2 separate regions of the Ovis aries genome follow, and region 1 is linked to region 2. The links are chromatin contacts, called in public Hi-C maps. All regions are on one chromosome and are shown on one strand. Each heading gives the region's core, a stretch centred on a gene start, on an enhancer-like site or on the middle of the called end of the contact. The rest is flanking DNA. Distances are from core to core; before and after follow the strand shown.

What was found. Hi-C and Micro-C count contacts between places; a contact is called where the count stands out from the background.
Region 1: a Hi-C map of tail adipose tissue shows a contact between it and region 2, with 4 times the contacts expected there. The contact joins the enhancer-like site here to the promoter of ST3GAL1 in region 2. A contact is called at or near these places in 7 of 16 Hi-C or Micro-C datasets (blood, liver, muscle and 2 more).

Annotation. Positions count from the first base shown.
Region 1 is chr9:21,038,198-21,041,877 of ARS-UI_Ramb_v3.0, forward strand. ST3GAL1 (ST3 beta-galactoside alpha-2,3-sialyltransferase 1) reads left to right here. Exons shown (of 9, transcript XM_060419995.1): 5 at 335-531; 6 at 1,506-1,685; 7 at 2,825-2,870. Among named protein-coding and RNA genes, the nearest start is that of ST3GAL1, 80 kb to the left of the region's middle. Within about 2 kb of position 2,289, at least 21 of the 54 cell types and tissues checked have an H3K27ac peak or open chromatin away from gene starts, as enhancers often do. A contact at or near this core is called in liver and tail adipose tissue, where this site is marked.
Region 2 is chr9:20,958,538-20,962,248 of ARS-UI_Ramb_v3.0, forward strand. ST3GAL1 (ST3 beta-galactoside alpha-2,3-sialyltransferase 1) reads left to right here and starts at 1,673. Exons shown (of 9, transcript XM_060419995.1): 1 at 1,673-1,890. It overlaps LOC132660282 (a long non-coding RNA gene), which reads right to left and starts at 1,390. Exons shown (of 2, transcript XR_009601705.1): 1 at 1-1,390.

The DNA.
Region 1 (3,680 bases), core at 1,039-3,538, 80 kb after region 2:
GTGACTCTATGGACTGTAGCCTCTGTCCTTGGGATTCTCCAGGCAAGACTGCTGGAGTGGGTTGCCATGCCCTTCTCCAGGGGATCTTCCCGACCCAGGGATTGAACCTGGGTCTCCTGCATTCAGGCACATTCTTTACCCACCAAGCATAGCAGGTGCTCAGGAAGCATTTGTAGACTGAATGAGTGATCTCTGGCCTTCCTGTCTCCCCGAGTGGCTCCTGTGGGGGAGGTGGAGCTCTGTCTCCAGGAGCCTCGGGAGGAGCCAGGTCACCAGCCCCGAGGAGCTCGGAGTCCAGCCTGGCTGACTTGCGTCCCGCGTCCTCTGCCCACAGAAGCTCCAGCGGGAGAAGCAGCCTAATAACCTGAACGACACCATCAAGGAGCTGTTCCAGGTGGTGCCCGGGGACGTGGACCCCCTGCTGGAGAAGGGCTCCGTGGGCTGCCGGCGCTGCGCCGTCGTGGGCAACTCGGGCAACCTGAGGGAGTCCTGGTACGGGCCTCAGATAGACAGTCACGACTTTGTGCTCAGGTGAGTGCGGGCCCTCGCCCCCTGGCCCACCCCGCCGCCCCCACCTGGGCCCCTGGAGCTGCAGCAGGCGTCATGGCTCAGGGTCAGGAGGTCAGGACTCCAGTCGGGGAGTCCAGACTTCCCCAGGGCCTCAGTTTCCCCATGTGCATTGCAGGATGGGGATGAATCAGCAAGGCCTCTCTGAACCCAGAGAGAAGCACCCAGTGGGCAGGAACTCGGCCTGGAGCGGCCTGGCTGGAGGCCTAGACTAACGAGATTCTTGTTTCATCTTTGCAGTCCGTCCCTGCTTGGCCATCCAGGCCATAATGTAACCTATGCTTCTAATGCAAACATAGGTTTCCCTGTCTCCAAGTAAAATGAATGTTCCAGGAAGATGCCAACCTCTCTCCTGGGTTTCTCGTCACCCCAACACCAGGCGCCAGACCCGGGGCACCAGTGCCCAGCATGAGAAACTCAGGCAGCCATCCTCAGACCCCTTCTAGAACTGTCCCCCATGTCTGTGGACTCTGACTTTATGTCTTTAGACCACTCACCTGGCCTCGGGGAGCCTCAGTGTACTGGTGTCCAGTGGGAATGTCTGTGGTGAGGGGGAGAGAGTCAGATTTAGGGTTGACAGGCCCTGAGTTCAAGGCCGCCACTGGGTAGCTCTTATGTTCTGGGATAAATTCTTTATGCTCAGATTAGTTTGGCCATAAAATTAGGACCATAAAATACATATACCAGTTATCGTTAAAGGTCAATGAGGTACATCGCTGCACCGGGACAGAGTCAGCTGTTGGTGGTGGGGATGGTTAGGCTCACCTGAGATCATCCGTGAGAAAAAAGTAGCTAAAGCATCTGACCTATGCCCTCCCTGTGCCCATTCTACAGATGAGGAAGGTGAGACACAGCACAGCCTCTCTGAGCTAAAGCTGACCCTCTAAGTCACCTTTGATGGTGACATGATACCTGTCATCTCTCCCCTCTCCCCCCAGGATGAACAAGGCCCCCACTGCAGGGTTTGAGGCCGACGTCGGGAGGAAGACCACCCACCACCTCGTGTACCCGGAGAGCTTCAGGGAGCTGGCAGAGAACGTCAGCATGGTCCTGGTCCCCTTCAAGACTGTCGATCTGGAGTGGGTAATCAGTGCCACCACCACGGGCACCATCTCCCAGTAAGTCCCCTTGAGGCGTCTGCACGGCGGAGGGGGTCACTGCTCCTCCTTGCTGAGTGAGGGCCTCTGAGCCCCCTGCCGTGGTGGGGGCTCCACCCGCTACAGCCACACTCGTGCTGTCCTGCCTCCCGAGACAGGCTCTCCTAGACAGCAGAGCCCCGCTCCCAGGCTGCCTCCGGCTCTTCCCGTACCCCTCCTCCCATCACCCCGATGCCCCGAGCTCTGGCCTTCCTCCTGCTCATGACTCCCCAGCCACAACACAATAGACCTCTCGGGTTTGCTTCCCCAAAGTGAAAAGTGAAAGTGTTAGTTGCTCAGTCGTGTCCTACTCTCGGCGACCCCGTGGTCTGTAACCCGCCAGGCTCCTCTGTCCAGGGGATTCTCCAGGCAAGAAGACTGGAGTGGGTTGCCCTTGCTTCCCCAATCACCCTGCGAGTCCCCCAGGAGGTGGACCCTGCTGAGCTTTCTCATCTCTGTGCTGCTCCCCTATTATGACAGCACCCCCTCCCCCCGCCTCTCACACTGTCAAAGCGGCTGCTAGGCAGACTGGGTGAGGAGCATGTAGGCTCTGGTGTGAGTCACAGGTCCTGCCTGGACCATCGGCGAGTTAGTTCACATCTGATTTGTTCCGGCCGCTTGGCACGTGTCTCGCTGAGCTCACACTAGTCCTCATGACCTCTGTCCTCCAGGGAGACCTGGAGGCTTGGCCAGGCTCGCACTTGGTCCCATTCCTGCCTAAAAGAAAAGGGGCTTAGTGCCGAGATGGCTGAGAGCCTCCCTATCTGAGGCCTGGTTAGGAAACCCGAGGGATTCGGGGTGCAGGGCAGTGAGGGAAGCTGGCTTGGCCAGAGGAGGGGCTGTATCAGCTAGGGCTCAGCTTGGCCTCCGCAGAAGGGTCTCAAGTTAGCCACGATCGCCCTCTGGTGTCCATAATGGGCTACTGCAGGAGGTGGAGCCCCTTGGTGGAAGAGTGCTTCTCCCCGTGGCCCGCCCGCCTCTCCCCGTGGCCCCCCGCCTCTCCCGGTGGCCCGCCCGCCCCTCCCCGTGGTCCACCTGCATCTCCAGCCCTCTCCTCCCCAGCCGATGCCCAGGCAGCTGACCCTCTCCCCATGCTAAGCACCTGCCTTTTCCTCCTGCAGTACCTACGTTCCTGTCCCCGCCAAGATCAAAGTGAAAAAGAATAAGGTGAGTCAAAGCACAGGTGCCTTGCCCTCTAGCTCAGCCTCGCTTTCAAGGGTCCGCCTGATGACAGAGAGAGCCATCTCCCCACTCTGCCCGCATCTGGCTGCAGAGAGCCCCTGGGCCCCCAGGGTTGGCGGCAGTGGGTGGGCCCCCACTTAGAGAGCAGAGAGAGGAGCCCTGGAAAGTTTCCCTTAAACCTGGACCCTGGACCAGCCCTTGTCACCAGTGCAGATCCTTGGGCTGCCCCAGATCCGCTGAATCAGAAGCTCTGGGTTTTTACAAGCCCCCCAAGGATGCTGACGCTGTTTGAGAGCCACTGCCCTATGGTGTGAGCATCTCAAAGCCAGTCCTCACCTCCTGTCTCTGTATCGCTGTGTTCCCCAGTAGGCCCTGGTGTGGGGTTGGGTAAAATGTGGGCAAAGGGCAAAGGGATGGTGGAAGTGAAGTGTTGCGTGGAGATGAAGAGATAGGTTCAGAGAGGCCAGGCAACTTGCCCAGAGACACACAGCTTGTTCACTGATGCTGTGTGCCGATGTCCTCCCGGGGGTGGCTATGTGACGTTGAGCATGTTACTTATTGTCTCTGAGCCTCGATTTCCCCACCTGTGACACAGGAGAGGGACAGCTGGCATGTGAGGTCATTCTAGGGGCTGAAGGTCATTCAGGCCCATGCCAGGCCAGACAGGTGGCTTGGTGTCTTCCTGCAGGGTGCCAGCAGTGTCCTTGTCCCAGGCCCATGCTGCTCCCTTGGAACCTTCTCCTGCAGCCTCATGTCCTGCTCCTGGCCTCCTTGACTGTTGTTCAGATGCCGCCT
Region 2 (3,711 bases), core at 423-2,922:
GAATCTTCTCAGTTTCTCCCCTGCCCTGTTTAATCATTATCTTTTCTGCAGCTCAAAATCTCTCTCCTTTTCTCCTTCATGTCCCAGAAGGACTTGACCAATGCGAGCAACGCATTCCCTAGGCCAGCCCTTCCCCAGCTGTGGGCAGGGACCTGGGGCTGGAGAAGTCCACCACTGGCACAACACACTCTTACTGGGCACTTATTAATATGCTGTATAGAGTTTTTAGTATTGGGCATATATGCATTCCCTTAGTCATCACAGTGACTTTGTGGGACTGATCGCATTATGCCCATTTTCACAGATGGAGAAACTGAGGCACAGAGGTAGCAAGCTTAGGGATTCTGAAACTAGCCTAATTTCACACATCCAAGGAGTGGCACTGCAGATTGGAACCAAGAAGTCTGGTCCTACGGGCCCTACTCTGGAGCATCCACTACATCTCTTTCTGATGAAGAGCTAAGACTGTTCTTTCGCCTTCCATTGCAGAAGGCTGGCCTCTCCGACTGGGGCCAGGGGCACTGCAAGAATTGACTGACCCCTTAGGCCAAGCTGGGCCGTTTTCCTCGTAGCATTTCTCCAAAAAGTTGTGAAAGAGGAAAAGCCCCAATAAGGAGTTAAGAGCTGTAAAACTAGATTTTTTTTTTTTTTTTTTTTGTGGTAATGCCTCTTAAATCCTGTGTCCAGCACTTAGCCTGTAGGACTGGCATTCTGCTACAGAGCAAGACGCCAGCACCGCCCCACTTTCCTATAAAGGACGGAGAAGGCGATGGCACCCCACTCCAGTACTCTTGCCTGGAAAATCCCCGGGAGGAAGGGCCCAAATCCGCAAAGCTGACCCCGAAAGGGGGCCTGTCCTGGCAGTCGGGCTGGCGCGCCCTGCTCTGGATCACGTCGCAGCCCCGGCGGGTGGGAGGGAAGAAGCCGCAGCGGGCAGCAGGGCCAGGGCGGGAAGCCGGGCCGCGGTGGCCCCTCCGGGCTCTCATCTGGGCGCCCGCCCCGGGGCCTCACCAGCCGCCCAGCCCCGCTCCCTCCACCCCCGCTCTCAGTCCCCCCGCGACTCGCGCGCCCTTAGAGGAAGTAGGTGGCTTGGCCCCACCGCCGGCAGGGGGATCGGCCCCTTCCCGCTACCGCGCACCCACGCGGGCTCTTCGGAGCACCGCCGCCTCCTCCGCGGGTTTTAGCCCGCGGGCCACCCCCCCAGGCCGCGCCTCCCCAGCCTTGCCAGCCCGCCGGCGGCGGCCGTCCCCGCAGAGCCCCGCTCTGGGCGGCGATCCGTTCCCCGCGCCTCCAGCGTCTCCCCCGCCGGGCCTCCGCCGACCCGGCTGCAGTCCACGTGGCTCGGCGCTCTCGGTTCGGCTCGCCGGCAGCCCGGAGCCCGGGGAAAGCTGAGCCGAGGCCGGGTGGGAGGTGGGGCGGCCGCCGGGGGAGCGCGGGGCCGCGAGGGGCGGGCTCTGGGCGGAGGAAGGGGAGGGCGGCGCGCGCAAGAGGCACCCGCTCGGCTCCGGCGCGCCCCGGCTCCCGGCTCCCGGCCCCGGCCCCTCCCCGGCCGGCCCGCCTGCCTCCCCCTCCCATTCCACCCGGGGGAAGGTGTTCCCGAGACCGCCCCCCTGCTCAGCCCGCCTCCCCGCTCCCCCGGCTCCAGCCTCCGCCGGCGGAGCTCCACTATGCCAGACAGTTTCGACACTTTGCAAAGACAAAGACCAGAGCGAGGAGGACGAGGAGGACCGGGAGGAAGAGCAGGCGGAGAGAGAGCAGGCAGGGGCGATGTGAGCAGGGAACGGGCCGGGTGTTCGGGACACCCCCGTTTTTATTCTCCTCCGGATCTCCTCGTCCCGTACCCACCCCTAGCCCCAGAGCCCCGGAAACTTCCGCGTGTCTCCGGCCGCGGTGAGTGAGCGCGCGGAGCCGAGGGTGCGCGGGGGGCTCCATCCACCCGAGTTGGGGCTCGGGCAGTCTCGTGTGTGTTCTCCGAGTGGAGGGGGTGATGGTCCGGACCCGGGGACAGAGGCGATGGGGAAGGATCTGGGAGTGTGTGACAGGGGCGTGGAAGTGGACTGAGGACCCCGGCGCCGGGAGGGAGGAGGGCACACGCAGGGAGCCCCCCTCCTTAGCAGCGGCGTCGTCGGGGTCTTTGGGAGAGCAAGGAGGTCGGAGCGGAGGGTCGGGCTCAAGGGTATACAGCCGTTTCAAAAAGAGCTGCTGGGAGCTCTAGGGAGCCTACGCCGGGTCTGGGGCAGCGGTCCCCGGGGTGGCCCCAGTGACATTGCACTCGGCGCGCGGAGCTGGCATCCCGCCGATTGGGGCCGCCAAAAGCGAAATGCCCCGCGGGGTCGCCTGTGGGCTAAGACCCCACGAGGAGACGGGGCCGTGCGACCCTTTAGAGCGGAATCCGGGGTGCGGGGGCGCGCGGAGGCAGCCCAGTGATCCCAGTCGAGCGTCCAAATCCGCTGCGAGCAGGCGCGGATCCGGGAGGTGGCCTTCGCCCCCGGGGACACCGCAGGCCCGCGTTGCTCCGGATACGGTGGAGAGGTTGGCAACCGGGGCAGGCCAGCTGGACGTGGCGTGTTGAACAGGGAGGGACTGAGGTGGGCGAAGGGGAGCTTGACGGGGGTGGTGCCCGCGGCAACTCGAAACGGAGTCTGCCCGGGATCCCGTTAGGCGCCACAGCTGCCGCGAAATAATCTGACGAAAGTTAGCAACTTGTCTGCGTCTGGGGTGTGTGACCTGCGCGGGGCAGGAGCAGCTCCGCCGGGGGGCGCGGGAGCGGGCAGCAGTGCCATTGGGGCAGAGTGCCCAGATGGGGGCACAGCCTTGTTCGAAATCGGGACGGTGGCGCAACTTTGAGCTCCTTCTTTCACTAAGCGAGAGTGTGTTTGAGCTTGACCTTGCGGGAGGCAGCGCGGCTGAACTTGAGATGGGTACTGAGGCTGCTCCCTAGCGGGGCGCAGTTATGCCCCAGGGCGCCTACGCTCTATCCCGTGGCCTGGTCTCCCGGGAAGGGTGTTGGGATCTTTTGGGCTCTGCTTGTCCGCCAGAGACCCAAGTCCCACCTCCTTCGTACGCGAGGATCGCGGACAGAGCCTACAGAGCGTGGAGCTCGGTGGGGGCGCTGGACGAGGGGACGAGAGTCCGCTCGCAAGTGTGCGCGTGGCTGGGGGCTGGGCGGGTCACTGCGTCTCGCGGGCTCTGCGTGTCCCGCAGAGGGAGATAGCCTTGACCCTGAGGGCAGTGACCTCCTGGCTGCGGCCCCGCATGGGGCATCCGCCTGGCTTTCACGTGCCCACCTCCGGGAACCCCTCGCCTCTCCCGGCCCATCCCCTTCCTGGATCCCACGCCACGTGGATTTGCGCCGAGATGGTTCCCCGGGGAGACAGTGAGCACCCACTCCCGCTCTGCGGCTGTGTGTGTTGGGCGAGCGGTATTCGCCAGCTGGGAAAGGAAAATGAGGTCCGCTGGGGACTGGGTGGTCCAGCTGTCGCGTCCGGCACACAGTAGGTGCGAAAGGTGTGAAAAGGTCCCTTTCTGGGAAGGCGCTGGCGGAGGCCACGGTGTCTCTTCCCTCTTTCTCCCCACATTTACTATTATTGAATTCGCATCCATCTGCCCTGTCCAGAGCTTTTGACTTCTAGACGTATTTTGCGCACCTACTGTGCGCTGGGCTCAAAGATGGGCTATTCTTAGAAGATGCAGGCGCAGCCATCAGTTTGT